Regions from separate parts of the Mus musculus genome. Here region 1 is linked to region 2. The links are chromatin contacts, called in public Hi-C maps. All regions are on one chromosome and are shown on one strand. Each heading gives the region's core, a stretch centred on a gene start, on an enhancer-like site or on the middle of the called end of the contact. The rest is flanking DNA. Distances are from core to core; before and after follow the strand shown.

Region 1 (6,989 bases), core at 3,878-6,377, 190 kb before region 2:
AAAGCCTCAGAAGTTGGTGGAGCTAGGCATTGTCATTCTGATGCTTGCTGCCTCTAAGTGGGAGGACCAGGAGCCCTGGACCCCAAAGGTCAGGAGAGCCTCAGTGTGCAGGTGTGAGCACATCTCAGGCCGAAGGCCAAACCTGCTGCTGGCCTCTTCTGCAGATGCCACAAGTCACCTTCTTCTCTTTCCTTCTCTACCACCTGAAGTGGAAACTTAAAGATTCTTTGGAAAGTGATTTGGATGGTGTTTTTCTGGGGCAAACACGTGAAGGAACATTTAGATGGAGTGGGCACCGGTGAAGGACTAAGGCAGACTCCTGAAGGAATGCTTAGCTGAAGCAGACACAGGAGAGAGGATGGTCTGTTAAAGTACACACGTGAAAGGACACGTGATGAAGTATTCTTCTAACAACACACATATGTTACTCCTTACATTGCATAGTTGAGCTACATTTGTCAGTACCCCATAGACAGAAACACACCAAAAAAACTTCTGGTGGTGTGCTACAGTTTGTCTCTTGCACAGACACTCTGATTGGCAGAGTGATGTCAGCTGATAACAGATGCAAGTGCTGAGGCAAGACCTGGGGAGGACATTTGATGTTTGGAGGAGGATAAATAGAACTCAGTGGACAGTGACGAAGGCTGAGCTAGGCTTGCTTATAGAGCTTATGGGTCTCAAGTCTTTGCTGATCTTCTCTTCCCTGAGAGATGCACAGCTGAGAACTTTTGATGTTCCCTCTGGGTCCCTCCTGTTGACTCGAGCTGAGGCTGAGGCCTGGCTATCTCTGCCAGTGCCATCACTGCTAATTCACGTTTGCTATCCTGACTCTACCAGACTAGTCTGCCGGTGTATCTGTGAAGTGTTTGAGAGTGGATTGAGCTACACTGCTAACCTGTGAACTGAACTGCTGATTTCCAGACAACACAGAAGGGACTTGCTCCATAGACCCTTTCTAAACAAGTCCACTTACCCATATCTTTTCTTTCCCACCAGCTCTGGGGTTGGGGTGGGCTAAAGGGGAGGTTAAAACGTTTAAAAACCATCATTAATAATGGGTTTAAAAAATTGAAGTTACATCCACCCTCTCCTCTCCTCTCCTCTCCTCTCCTCTCCTCTCCTCTCCTCTCCTCTCCTCTCCTCTCCCTCCCCTCCCCCCCTCCCCCTCCCTCCCCTCCTCCTTTCTTTCTTTCTTTCTTTCTTTCTTTCTTTTTTTTTTTTTTTGTTTGTTTTTGTCTTTTCAAGTCCGGGTTTCTCTGTGTAACAGCCCAGGCTGTCCTGGAATTCTCTTTGTAGAACAGGCTGTCCTCGAACTCACAGGGATCCACCTGCCTCTGCTTCCCAAGTGCTGGGATTAGAGTGCACCGCCTCACCTGGCTAGAAGCCATAATTCTTATCTGAAAGTATCTCAGTGTTTTATTTAAGTGTGAGTGTGTGTGTGTGTGTGTGTGTGTGTGTGTGTGTGTATGTGTGTGTGTGAGTGTGTGTGAGTGTGTGTGTGAGTGTGTGTGAGTGTGTGTGTATGTGTGTGAGTGTGAGTGTGTGTGTGTGTGTAGTTCTGTACCTAAAACTTCATCTCCAGTACTTATCAGTTTGATCAATGTAAAAGAAAGACCTTTTTATTTTTCTCTTAAAATGTTTCAAAGTTCAATTCTGTAGTAATGAAAGATTCTTAAGTTTAATAAAAAAAAAGGGCAAGAAAAAGCAATGCCTGTTTGACTCAGATAAGCAGTGCCATCTATTGGTAGGTACCTCAAATTACAAGGAAGAGCAGGCACATGACTTGCTTGGGAGAGTCTATATGTTAAGTGACTGTCAGAGAATGTGAAAGGTATACCACTCTGGGTTTATATAATTAAGAGGGGTTCTTATTTCTCCAAATATAGCAAAGACTGTGGACTTCTATAAGGCCCTCTGATATCTAATTTTAAAAAACAATAATATTGAAAATTGCAGTTAGAAATTTTCGAAACTTACATGAAATGGTTTTGTATTGTCAGCTCTTATTTCTGGTACAAGCCGAGAGTATTGTTTAAATGGTATAAATATTTAATATACGATGTAGCTAAGGCTGAAGCATGGCAGGAATGTGATTAGATAATAACTTACCTTGGCCACACATATTGTATGGTGATGCAGTCATCTTGTGAATCTTAATTTGTTTACCAGTTCAAAAACAAATTTCTTAAAACCGGGTGTGGCTATTATAAATAAGGCTGCTATGAACATAGTGGAGCATGTGTCCTTCTTACTGGTTGGGACATCTTCTGGATATATGCCCAGGAGACGTATTGCGGGATCCTCCGGTAGTACTATGTCCAATTTTCTGAGGAACCGCCAGACTGATTTCCAGAGTGGTTGTACAAACTTGCAATCCCACCAACAATGGAGGAGTGTTCCTCTTTCTCCACATCCTCACCAGCATCTGCTGTCACCTGAATTTTTGATCTTAGCCATTCTGACTGGTGTGAGGTGGAATCTCAGGGTTGTTTTGATTTGCATTTCTCTGACGATTAAGGATGCTGAGCATTTTTTCAGGTGCTTCTCAGCCATTCGGTATTCCTCAGGTGAGAATTCTTTGTTTAGCTCTGAGCCCCATTTTTTAATGGGGTTATTTGATTTTCTGGAGTCCACCTTCTTGAGTTCTTTATATATATTGGATATTAGTCCCCTATCTGATTTAGGATAGGTAAAGATCCTTTCCCAATCTGTTGGTGGCCTTTTTGTCTTATTGACGGTGTCTTTTGCCTTACAGAAGCTTTGCAGTTTCATGGGGTCCCATTTGTCAATTCTCTACTACTCAGCTATTAAAAAGAATGAATTTATGAAATTCCTAGGCAAATGGATGAACCTGGAGGGCATCATCCTGAGTGAGGTAACACAATCTCAAAAGAACTCAAATGATATGTACTCACTGATAAGTGGATATTAGCCCAGAAACTTAGTATACCCGAGATATAAGATACAATTTGCAAAACACATGAAACTGAAGAAGAACGAAGACCAAAGTGTGGACACTTTACCCCTTCTTAGAATTGAAAACAATCACCCATGGAAGGAGTTACAGAGACAAAGTTTGGAGCTGAGACAAAAGGATGGACCATCTAGAGACTGCCATATCCAGGGATCCATCCCATAATTAGCCTCCAAATGATGACACCATTGCATACACTAGCAAGCGTTTGTTGCAAGGACCGTGATATAGCTGTCTCTTGTGAGACTAGGCCGGGGCCTAGCAAACACAGAAGTGGATGCTCACAGTCAACTATTGGATGGATCACAGGGCCCCCAATGGAGGAGCTAGAGAAAGTATCCAAGGAGCTAAAGAGATCTGCAACCCTGTAGGTGCAACATTATGAACTAACCAGTACCCCGGAGCTCTTGACTCTAGCTACATATGTATCAAAAGATGGCCTAGTCAGCCATCACTGGAAAGAGAGGCCCATTGGACAGGCAAACTTTATATGCCCTAGTACAGGGGAACACCAGGGCCAAAAAATGGGAATGGGTGGGTAGGGGAGTGGGGGGGGGGAGGATGTGGGGGACTTTTGGGATAGTATTGGAAATGTAATTGAGGAAAATACGTAATTAAAAAAAAAAAAAAACAAAAACTGGGTGTGGTGGCGCACTCCTTTAATCCCAGCACTCGGGAGGCAGAGGCAGGCGAATTTCTGAGTTCGAGGCCAGCCTGGTCTACAGAGTGAGTTCCAGGACAATCAGAGCTATCTATATAGAGAAACCCTGTCTCAAAAAAAACCAAAAAAAAAAAATTTCTTCTGGCAGTTAACAAACTTTAATTGATTTAACTGGAAACATTAATTAGTATTAAATCCATAATGGGTAAGTGTACGGAATCTTTACATATACATCTGAGTTATACTTTAAGACCTTAACAATTTCAAACTATTAAACCAACTTCTGTTTTACTTTTTTTCCTACTAACACGCACTAGTTTGGATTTAGCATGAAGCATCTACAAAACTAGTCTTTTGAATTTGTTTTTCTTTTCTGTGTCTGAGTGTTTGCCTGAATCTGAGTGTGTACACTATGTATGTATATGCCTAGTGCTCAAGAAGGCCAGAGGAGGGCACTGGACCCCCAAAACTGTACTTACAGATGGCCGTGAGTTGCCATGTGGCTGCTGGGAACCAAACTCTGGTCCTCTCCACGAGTAGCAAGCACCTCTTAACTGCGTAGTGTTCTCTCCAGTCTTGCTTTTAATGATTCTCAGCCTCGCACTGGAGCTTCTAACAGTTGCCATGGAGATCTTGTTTTCAGGAGCCACAGCTCTTTATTGCATTAGCCCTCTGTGCAGTTTTCCTTTCCAATTATAAAAGCTATATACTTTATGTTCACGGTTGGTTAGTAACTTTCCCTCAGCCTGAAGCGGGCTGAGCCAGACCTATTACCTAGGGTGGAGCCTTCCTCCCTAGATCACTCTATTGTTCAGCCAGTGTTGCTGTTCCTCTTCAAGATACTGCTATCTGCTGGGAGGCCACCTAGCTACTCCTGAGACCACACCCTATCCTGCACGTCATCACCTGCAGCTAGTTCCAGGCTCCAAGAATGAATTGGGGGGAATGGACCTCCGCCCTCCTTTATAAGCACATTCGCCATTAAACATTTGAGCCTTGATCAGAACATTGTCTTGGCTCCATTTCTCTCTCGTCCGCCTAGTTTCCCTCTCTTTCAGCCCCGGTTTGCCTCCCAGGTGAAATCCAGTTCATGTGAGCTGCGGGCCAGTTCGAAACAGGGGTTCAGGTAGCACTTGTCATCTGGAAACTCGGCCACTAGAACCAGTTACTTTAAACAAGCGTCTATATAGTTTTTAGGTGTTACATTTGTTAGTGAACAAGGGCCCAGGAATAAGCACACCTCATTTTCATTTCTCTCTGTGGTACTTTCTTTCGGGGAATTTTCTGGTTCTTTGCTTTGTGTGCTAAAATAACCAGTAGCCCCATTATCATGGCCAGGAAATTTGGGTTTTCTTTTCTGGTTTTCCTGTTTCTTTCTTCCTGTGGTGTTCGGTTTCCTATGTGTCTGCTAGCCACACCCATTCATGCAGCACTGTGCAGATTTCCCAACACATTCAGATGTACATTGTCCCTACCTAGAAACCCTGTCGGCTAGGGCGATTAAGCCATGAACCTGCTTGATAACACAGGTCCCTGGGTGACTTCATCTGGTGTATGACTATAAACACCATCTGTAGCTGATGGCTCTGTAGCCTGGCTTCCCTGAGCTTAGAGGTGTCTATTCAACTGTCTGCTTTCTGGGTTAACGTTGTTACCCTGGTGGCATCTCAAACATGACCTAATGAGAAAGACATCTTTGATGCCATGGTCTTTACCACGTTTCTTCCAAAGACTTAGTTAAAGGCATCACAGACTGCCTGTTTGCTCAGTTTGAACAGTCTTCAACTTCTCCCTTCCTCAGGTTCAGCATCAGCTGACCAGCCAGGGCTATCATAATACTTCCCCCAACTTTCTTTTCTCACTTAGGCTAATAGAATCACTTCTCAATTGGTGTTTGTTTTTCTTGCCTACATTTGTCCTGACTACATTCCTGTTACACACCATCTTGCTACCTTGTTTTAAAAATTATACTTAATATCTGATATTATTCATGCATTGATTTGTCTGGATTTCCTCTGCAAGGCAGAACTCCACAGTAAGCTCTATAAGGCATATAGATGCCCTAGAGCTCTATAAATGACTTTATTTCACAGTCATTGAAGCTCCTGGCCATAGTAGATTTTATGTGAATGCAGGAAGGAAGGAAGGGAGTGAAGAGGGAGGGATAAAGGAATGAATCTAGTTCTTTTTTTGTGTTTGTGCGTTTTGTGTTTTGAGGCAGGGTCTCTGCAGCCCAGGTTGGCCTCAGATTCCATGATCCTACCTCAGCCTCCGGGTGTTAGGATTACACGCATGGGCTACCACCTGGTTACTGACACTCTCAGTAGTTGAGGATTCAGGGAGAAAATAATACCCCTTTAATGCTTTTTTTTTGGATACCAGTTGTATAATGTTTATTATCATTGTTATTTTTTTCAGAAAGGGTTTCTCTACATAGCCCTGGCTGTCCTGGAACTCACTATGTAGACCAGGCTGGCCTCGAACTCACAGAGATGCACGTGCTTGCCTCTGCCTCCAGAGTGCTGGGAGTGCGTTTGCGGTGACCCTAAGCCACCCGCCAGAAGGTGATTATTTAGGAATGTGCGCTTCAGAGTGATTTGGGGACAAAAATCTTCAGAACATAGAGCCCTTTAGAACTCTTGTATCTTGTAGCCTGAGATGGTTCGGGGAGCTTTTCTGCAGAAAATCCTCATCCTTTGCCTTGAGTTCTTCTTCCATCAGAGGTCAACTTCAGCAGAGAGGAAATTGATACTGGACTTGACTAACAACTGGTAAAACTAGAAACTTAAAAGACATGTGCAATGATCCTGAAATTATATATATATTTTAAATGACTATTAAGAAGCAGGAAGCAAAATAAGGGACCAGCAGAGAGAAGGACTCGTCGGTCATTCTGTACCTGGACTGACGAGAAGTTTCCTTTTTGTATCAGTGAGAGCTGGGCTTCAGTAGCAGTTCTGTCCTGAGTGTGTTACCTCTGGAAGGTAGACATCTCGGGGCGTGGGCAGGGGTGGGGTGGGAAAGAATTCTTGTAAGTAGAATGTTCAGTGTCAGTGTAGTGTGCTATCCTGATGGATGCCAGCACCCTGGCTTGGGGACTAGGGTCAAATTCTCTTACTGTTTTCCACTCTGAGGTCCCAGAACTCCAGTGGCTGCAAAAAGGCCCAGCTCTCAACCTGGGGATTTAAAAAACAAGTCTAAGTAATTTTAGATCATTTCTCTGGGAATTTTTTCCTTCTTGTTCTGTTGCTTGTTTATGTGCAGCTGAGGATAATAATATATAAATGTAATAGAAAAATAACAGCTCCGTTTTTGTGGAACCTTCAATGAGGCGTTCGGCTTTTAGCGTAG
Region 2 (7,670 bases), core at 2,770-5,269:
GTGGAATGAACAGCAAATAAGTATTTGTGAGAGTTGGGGCTTTGAGGGGCAGTAGAGTCCCAACAGGTCGGCCTGGCTGCTCCCTAGCTTTGAAGTGCAGGAATGATGGGCGTCATGGCCCTTCTTCCAATTCACCCTGGACCTGTGCTAGCTACAGACCCAGGCTTTCCCAAGAAACACTCCAAAGCAGAAACTCCCCTTGTGCATGTATCTGTTAGCATTTGCCTGGCACATCAATATGTGAAGCAGAAGCATTTATAGTTGAGGCAGCTTTTGGCCATTAAAGATAATGTCGGTAGTTACATTTATATATTTTTATAACTAATATAATTCATATGTCTATTCACCAAAGGTTAGATATTTTACAAAAATACCCTCTTTCATTTTTCTAACATGTTAGAAAACAACATAATGTGTACCTAGACACAGTCACAGTCACAGGAGGAAGCAGAAAGGAAGGGCAGGGTGATTCACAGAGGGAGGGTGATCCTTCCCCACCCTCCCCTCCCCCCACCCCCAGCCTTGGGGTTAGATGAGGATGATCAAGGGCAGGCTGCTGTCAGCTTCAGCTCTTGCCAGTGCCACACGTCCTGGAGTTGAAGCCTGCAGAACTGGACAGGCTCTATCCATCTGTCTCTGAAAGGGGTAGGGGAGGAGGAAGAGGCGTGCAGTGGAAAGTTATCAGCCGTGGCCGTCAGCAAGCTCCCGCCGAGGCTCGTGCCACGACACCACAGTCCACAGCTTTCCTTTGGCTGTGCAGAACCTTCCTCTGAATCCGGCATTCCACTAAATCACATGGGTTGGGAATCTGATCTTCTGTACTTAAAGATTGACCTCAAACCTCCCCTGTCTTTCTCAGCTACGCCCTCTCGTGTGAGATTGAAGCCGCTGCCGACGCCAACACCACTTCCCCTAAGCCTCGGAAAAGCATGGTGAAGAGGCTGAGCCTGTGAGTCCCCTGTCAGGGGTCCTGTCAGAGAGGGGAGAGGACCGTGCATTCAGTAGCTCTGAATGCTCACTTGAAGGGTGCATTTTCTGTCCTGAACACAAACAACTCATTAGATCCATCCGTTCCTGTCCTGGACACGCCAGCAACGGTTCTGCAGTCATCTTACATAGCCTAGTGATCCTTTGAACAGTAGATTATGTCACTTTTTAAAACTCCCAATGGTTTTATTTTGAAATAAAGTCTCAACTCTAGGTCCTAGTTTACAAGGCCTTATGGGGTCTACTCCCAACCTTCCCTCGCTTACAACAGTTCACCAAGATTCACCACACCAGCCTTCTAGCCAACCTTAAACACAGCAGGCTGTTGCCTGCTCAGGGCCTTCACACTAGCCCTTCCTGTGGCTAGCAGTGGTCTTTTTTCCTAGCCAGCTTCAGATGTTAGCATGAATGTTTTCTCCTAAGAGATCTTCCCGACGGTGAGGTCTCCTCTGGTTATTCTCATTCCTATCGGATGCTTCTCACAGTCTAGAGGAAGCAGTGTTATAATAGAAGCATTCACTGCTCATCATGTGTAGCAGACGAGGAGGCCTTCTGTGGTCAACTTTGAAAGACCTCACTCCATTTGGATAACATCCAGAGGCCTTAGACCATCTATAGGACCCCACTGCCCGGAAGCATTAGTACCACCCTGTCGGCCTGGCTCCACCTCTCTGTCCCCTCTTTCTGGTTCACTCCACACTTTGTACTTCAGCTACCTCAAGACCTCCCCACACACCAGGCAGTCGTTTTTAGTTGCTTTTGTTCTACTAACTTTTCTCCCAAAGAGCCACCTGGCTCACTTTCTCACTTCCTTTGGGTGTTTGTAGAAATGTCATCTTGACAAGCGTGTTGGACACTGTAGCCCTTCATCATATCTGTCCTTGACACCCTCCCTTGATTGTCTTCTGTCTTAATTTTTTTTCCATCGCATTATCTTCTTCCGCCATACTGTATACTGTATGCGTCTGTATTGAACTTAAAGTCCATGTAGAGAAGCCTCGGTTGTATTTGTCGCTCAGTTCACAGGGTCTAAATGCTGCCCCCACCCCCAGTAAGTGATTAGTGAGTATGTTTAGAATAGATAAATTGAGCTGAGAGCTAGGACTGTTATAAGAACAATGCATATGTTTATAAAATCTACAACATGATCTAGGAACCAGTTTCTATAATTAGCTCCAATCACAGAGCCCAGGAAACCAAAGTATGGAGAAGGTGGTTCAAGCGCTTCTAATAGAGGACCAGAAAGCATATTCAGATTCAGCTCAGAGTTAAGCTTACAGAAGTTTTACTGTACAGTAAAATTACATTCTGAAGGAAGAGAGAGATGGAAGGTCTAAGGGAGAGGAGAGAGAACCACAGGAGAGGAAAAGGGGACTAGAAAAGGTACTCATAAGCCGGGCATGGTGGCGCATGCCTTTAATCCCAGCACTCGGGAGGCAGAGGCAGAGGCAGGCGGATTTCTGAGTTCGAGGCCAGCCTGGTCTACAGAGTGAGTTCCAGGACAGCCAGGGCTATACAGAGAAACCCTGTCTCGGGGGAAAAAAAAAAAGGCAATCATGTGATGCAGGCTTTGATTGTATCTGTGTCTGTAGCAGCAGCTTGAGAGGACCTACTCTGCTCCATAAAGCTGACCATTAGAATGTGAGGGACCAAAGACGGCAGGCGTTACTTCTAGGACGCTGCGCTCTCACACAGATCCCGGCACTTACACACCTGAGATTGATCTGGGTGATGTTCCCTGCACTTGCTAGGGGCAAACAGGGCAGTCTTTAGGGACCATTGGCCAGTTCTCCATGGTCAAGTAATTTCCCCCGGCACTTGCCAAGCCCACCCGCAGACTTCTCGGTTGTCGTGAGAGTTTGTGATGTGAGAGTTTGTGATGTGAGAGTGCAGTGCCTCCTGGATCCGTGAGCTGTTATGGCTCAGCAGTTCTGGAATCTTCTCAGGCACTGCATCTGTCTGGTCCCTTTGCCAGGCTCAGTGTCTCCTGGCTCTGCTCTTACATGTGCACAGGGCTTTCTGTGTTTTCATTATACCCCTAACCTCTGTTCCCATAGCTTCATGTCCATCAGGACCATCATGCATAGACACATTATTTCTTCTGTATTAATTCAGGCCAGGCCAGGCAGACGTCCCTGTTGTCTCCTGTGTCTGTGGGAAGATACTTTTCTAACCTGTCTCCTTACTGCGGGTAAAGCCCTTTGAGTGCCTGGCTTTATATAGATTAGGTTCTCTCAACCTTACTTTAGTAAGCAGAACCGTCATTTCACAGTGCTGTGTATGTGTTAACTTCATACACATGAATCAGTTCATACTGAAAGCATATATGGAAATATCAATGGAACCCCATTATTACGTATAATTAAATTGTGCTAGTGGTTTTTTTTTTTTTTTAACAATGACTGTTTTGCCAACATTCATTCCTTCTGTTTCCCAACCAGAGCATCTGCAGAAATAGCTCATCAACTTCCGACTTTCAGTTCCCTTTTCTGTAAGGCCTGGCCCACAGGGATTTCCCTTACATATACCAGCTCAGCTCAAAGGGGGTTATAATACTTCCTACCTAGTTATTTTATGGAGAAGGGTTTGGGTTATGTTAGTTTGCCAGATGGCTCAAAGCAGAAGTGTTCTTCCTTGGCTTCTTATTCGGAACACACCCACCTTTTCCAGCTTCACAAAGTTTAAAGTTCATTTTAGGCTAAGAATCAATAAGGGGTGGGGTGCTGTCCATGTAAAAGATGGAGGACCAATGACTTAGACTCTGACCGCATTAGTTAAACAGCCTATGTGTTATTTGAAGCTGGACATAATCAACTGGGACGTATAATTAAATTGACTATCTAGTCAATACTGTTTGTTAGAATATTATAGTATTTTCTAAAGCAATATTTACAATAGAGCATACATGATTGAAAAACATTAAGGGGTTTAATCAGCACACATTATTCAGTCAGTCATGGGTTCTAGGTTTGTAACAGCTCAGATGTGTGGCATTCTGTCTCCTGCAGGCTATTTCTGGGGTCTGACATCATCCCCGGGAGCACTCCCACCAAAGAGCAGCCCAAGTCCGCAGCCAGTGGGAGCTCTGGGGAGAGTATGGACTCAGTCAGTGTGTCGTCCTGTGAATCAAACCACTCCGAGGCTGAGGAGGGCCCCGTCACACCCATGGACACACCAGATGAGCCCCAAAAGAAGGTACACACTAAGCTTTCCCATAATTCTCCTGTTGCAGCTCCCAGCGTGCTGCTTGCCACGTGAAGAGTGTCTGTGTCCAAGTTTTTCAGTACATCAGAAACAGAGTTCCTTCTGGGAGCACATTCCTCAGAGAAAAAGGATACAAAGTACTAAGGAGGTTGCGCTTTCATTTGTCCCTGCAAACATTTCTATGCCCATATCTAAGTGCACTGAAGGATTGTGGCCCATAAAATAAATATACTCTATTCAAGAGATGCAGGATCGCCTGAGTAGGAACAAAACCCGAGAAATGGATGCATGCCAGCCTTTTGGTGCCATGCGCTCTTACCCACACCTGTCCCATGGCAGGTCACACAGGAAAGTACTCTAAAACTCAGTGACGTAGAACAACCTCCATGTTTCTTGGGGACTGGCTACTTTGGGCCCTACACCACAGTTTTAACCCAAGCCTGTTTCCGTTATCTGTCATTTATTTTTCTGGAGTAATTGACTTTCCAAAACATCCTCTTAGCATGCTGAAACATATGAAGAAGAGGGGAAGAAGCCCAGCCCTGTAAGATACACACAGGGAGAGCCCTTTCTTGGCCATACCTATCAACATTCCATTGCTTAAAGCAGTCATGTGGTCCAATCCAACATAAATAACTGAATCAGGGAGATACGATCTAGCTTCAATGGGAGGAACCATGAAACAATTCACAGGGCAGAGGGCGCAGTTTGCAGCAGGGTGAGGATTTGATAATGGTGATACAGTGAACCACAGCGGAAATAGCAAGCTGTACGCACGGATACTGGAATCCTCATCCAGTCCCTTTCTCATGGCTGCACAAATAAGTAAGAGAAAATATCTCCTTCAGTCCCCTTACTGGTCAAGGAGCTTGGCTCAGAGATCAGCTCTGCCATGACAGCAATCCACAGCATCTTGGGGAGAGTTTTGGCCACCTTGTTCTGTCATTTCTTCTGGCCTCTTGGTTTGGGTTCACACCAGTGAGAGAGAGTACAGGTGACAGGCTCTGTCTTCTGCCTTGTAGGGGGCACTGGTGTTGCTTTGCATGATGTCCTTAGCAGTCACACCAGTCTGAGACCCTTCAAGTGTCCCCAAATCATAATTATATGCCCCAGTACAGGGGAACGCCAGGGCCAAGAAGTGGGAGTGGGTGGGTAGGGGAGCAGGGGGGTGGGGTTTAGGGGACTTTCGGGATAGCATTTGAAATGTAAATGAAGAAAATAGCTAATAAAAAAAAGAGAAAAAAGAAAGGTATTTTAGGACTCAGCAGCTAGAGGTGACCCAACCACTCTCAAATTCCTCAGACAGCTAACATCTGACTATTGTCTCAAAAGTCATGTGTCCTAAACCCAGTATGTTGTCATTCCCCATGCCTTGGCATCAGCTGGATCCAGAGGAGATAGCTCAGTGACAACGCACTTGCCACGCAAATATAAGTCCCTGAGTTGAGATTCCTCCAAAGTACAAAAAGCCAGGCGTGTATGTCCACCTGGAGTCCCAGAGCCACTGCCGTAAGGGGAGGCAGAGACAGGCGCTCCCCGCAAGGCTCCTTCTCCCTTCTTCCTTCTTCCACGCCTCTCTCTTGCTCGCCCTCGTGAGGTTGTTCTCTTTAGAAGTAAAGTGTAATATGCATTCCTCCTTCTTCGTGCGCCTGATCATCACTTATAAACAGTTACCTTTATGCTTGTTCCACACCACTTATATCCTTGTGAGGATAGTCTCTATAACTCGTGTGAGCTCACCATCCTAACGCATTACCCCCTCAACTATAAGTGTTATTAGCATCACGGAAAGCCCAAGGGAAATAGGACGGTGAAAGTGAAAACATTCAAGCAGCATTTGGAGAACTGACCTTCCTGGCTAATAGACTTGCAGGCAAGATAACGCTGTTAAAATTATCCACCCTGAGTAAGTGCTCAAGCTGAGTCACATGGGCACAGAAGGAGAATTCCAAACAGCAGCAGCACATGGCTAACCGATATCATGGCAGTCCTACTGTAGACACTACATATTAGAGTTGGCATTGCGGTTTGCTGGCCATAATAGAACACCCCTGCTGTGGAATTGTCCTTAACATAGGATGCCATCGGACGAAGCAGCCCTGAAAAACTACAGATAACATAGGCCCTATTTTTTTAGAAGCCACATTATCAGAAAGCTAAATTCCTTGATCTGTATCTGTGGAATGGTAGATTATATAGAAATTAATAATGAGTTTTATAGGATTATTATAATATAATCCAGTTTAACTCATTCCGAATATCACACACACACACACTTTTCTGTAACAATTGATATTTAAATGGTTCAGCTTAATGGTTTTATGTCAGGAATACATCCCGGTGAGTTTAAAGCATCTCTTTGTCTGGTGATTAATATCAGTTGAATTTTAAATATTCAGTCACTTAGAGAAGCACATTACTGCAGCCGTACATCTCTCAAATGGCCTCGATGTAGATTGTGAAAGTGTATCTTGCTGGTCTTACCAGTGATTGTTAAAGAGATACTCAAAGGCTGCGTTGTCCAGGCAAGTGATCTGTTTTGCTGAGTCGTGCTCTCAGCATTGTTATGATGCTGTTTTTAGGGTGCCCCTCCCTCCCCCTGCCCTGCAAGGCAGCTGTGACCCAAGTGAGAAAGATAAATGAAAACTCATTAACAGTCTCACAGCACTAAAGGTTTCAAGGCTGTAGCACAAGTCAGCTAACTCATCATAGCTGCAGATGGCTTGGTGCTTGCTGTGCCCCTGCTGTGTGAACACCACAGCAAAGGGGCTGGAGAGCTCTGGTCCTGGTAGGAGTGAGACTGTGTAGGTGGACCTGGGGCCCCGTGTTTTCTCTGGGCCTCCAGCTTCTCTACTTGGCAAAGGGGTCAGGTGATCTCTGAGGCCCTCTCAGCAGAACTACACAAGCAGTAGTCCTTATCTTAGATGCTTCTAAACATGAAGACATTTGTCTCCTACTACAAAATCTGGATGTGAAGTAGTGGGGACAGAATGTTCTCCATGGCCACATTGAGAACTGTTGGGGGTGAGAAGAGGATGGCTTCCCAGCTTCTGTAAGCTCAGCCTGTACGGCCTTTAAATTCTGGTATCTGCTGCCATCTCGTGGTTAGCCTTCATACGGACAACTAAAACCAGGCCATCAAAGGTCCACTGTGCCTTTCTTAGATTCAGAATGATTAGTTCCCAGTGAGTCACTGATCGTCACATGAGCCCACGGGGTGTGTGTGTGTGTGTGTGTGTGTGTGTGTGTACCAGAGACATGAGATATTGAGGAGGAAACAACCAGTCTCTGTATCTACTTCTGTTTTGAAACGTGAAGCATGTTTGGTCCAGGCTCCAATGGCTTTGTTTTCTGATTCTTCCAGCTCTCTGAATCCTCCTCTTCCTGTTCCTCCATCCATTCCATGGACACGAATTCCTCAGGGATGTCGTCCCTAATCAACCCCCTGTCCTCCCCTCCAACGTGCAACAACAATCCTA

Evidence for each region. A called contact is a pair of places that touch in the nucleus more often than the background predicts.
Region 1: a contact with region 2 is called in a Hi-C map of bone marrow-derived macrophages, with 41 read pairs. The contact joins two enhancer-like sites. A contact is called at or near these places in 3 of 15 datasets of contacts at CTCF or cohesin (the NIH/3T3 cell line, large pre-B cells and pro-B cells), 13 of 484 Hi-C or Micro-C datasets (B cells, the Ba/F3 cell line, the CH12 cell line and 7 more), 13 of 115 datasets of contacts at active chromatin or transcription factors (the 230-238 cell line, the HPC-7 cell line, double positive thymocytes and 5 more) and 1 of 9 other capture datasets (embryonic tail).

Annotation. Positions count from the first base shown.
Region 1 is chr1:152,719,244-152,726,232 of GRCm38.p6, reverse strand. It overlaps a transcript of Rgl1 not described here. Among named protein-coding and RNA genes, the nearest start is that of Apobec4, 28 kb to the left of the region's middle. Within about 2 kb of position 5,127, at least 23 of the 459 cell types and tissues checked have an H3K27ac peak or open chromatin away from gene starts, as enhancers often do. A contact at or near this core is called in the 230-238 cell line, bone marrow-derived macrophages, extraembryonic endoderm stem cells and 1 more, where this site is marked.
Region 2 is chr1:152,524,785-152,532,454 of GRCm38.p6, reverse strand. Rgl1 (ral guanine nucleotide dissociation stimulator,-like 1) reads left to right here. Exons shown (of 18, transcript NM_016846.4): 14 at 860-949; 15 at 3,996-4,182; 16 at 7,556-7,670. Among named protein-coding and RNA genes, the nearest start is that of Gm51749, 11 kb to the left of the region's middle. Within about 2 kb of position 4,019, at least 51 of the 459 cell types and tissues checked have an H3K27ac peak or open chromatin away from gene starts, as enhancers often do. A contact at or near this core is called in the 230-238 cell line, bone marrow-derived macrophages, extraembryonic endoderm stem cells and 1 more, where this site is marked.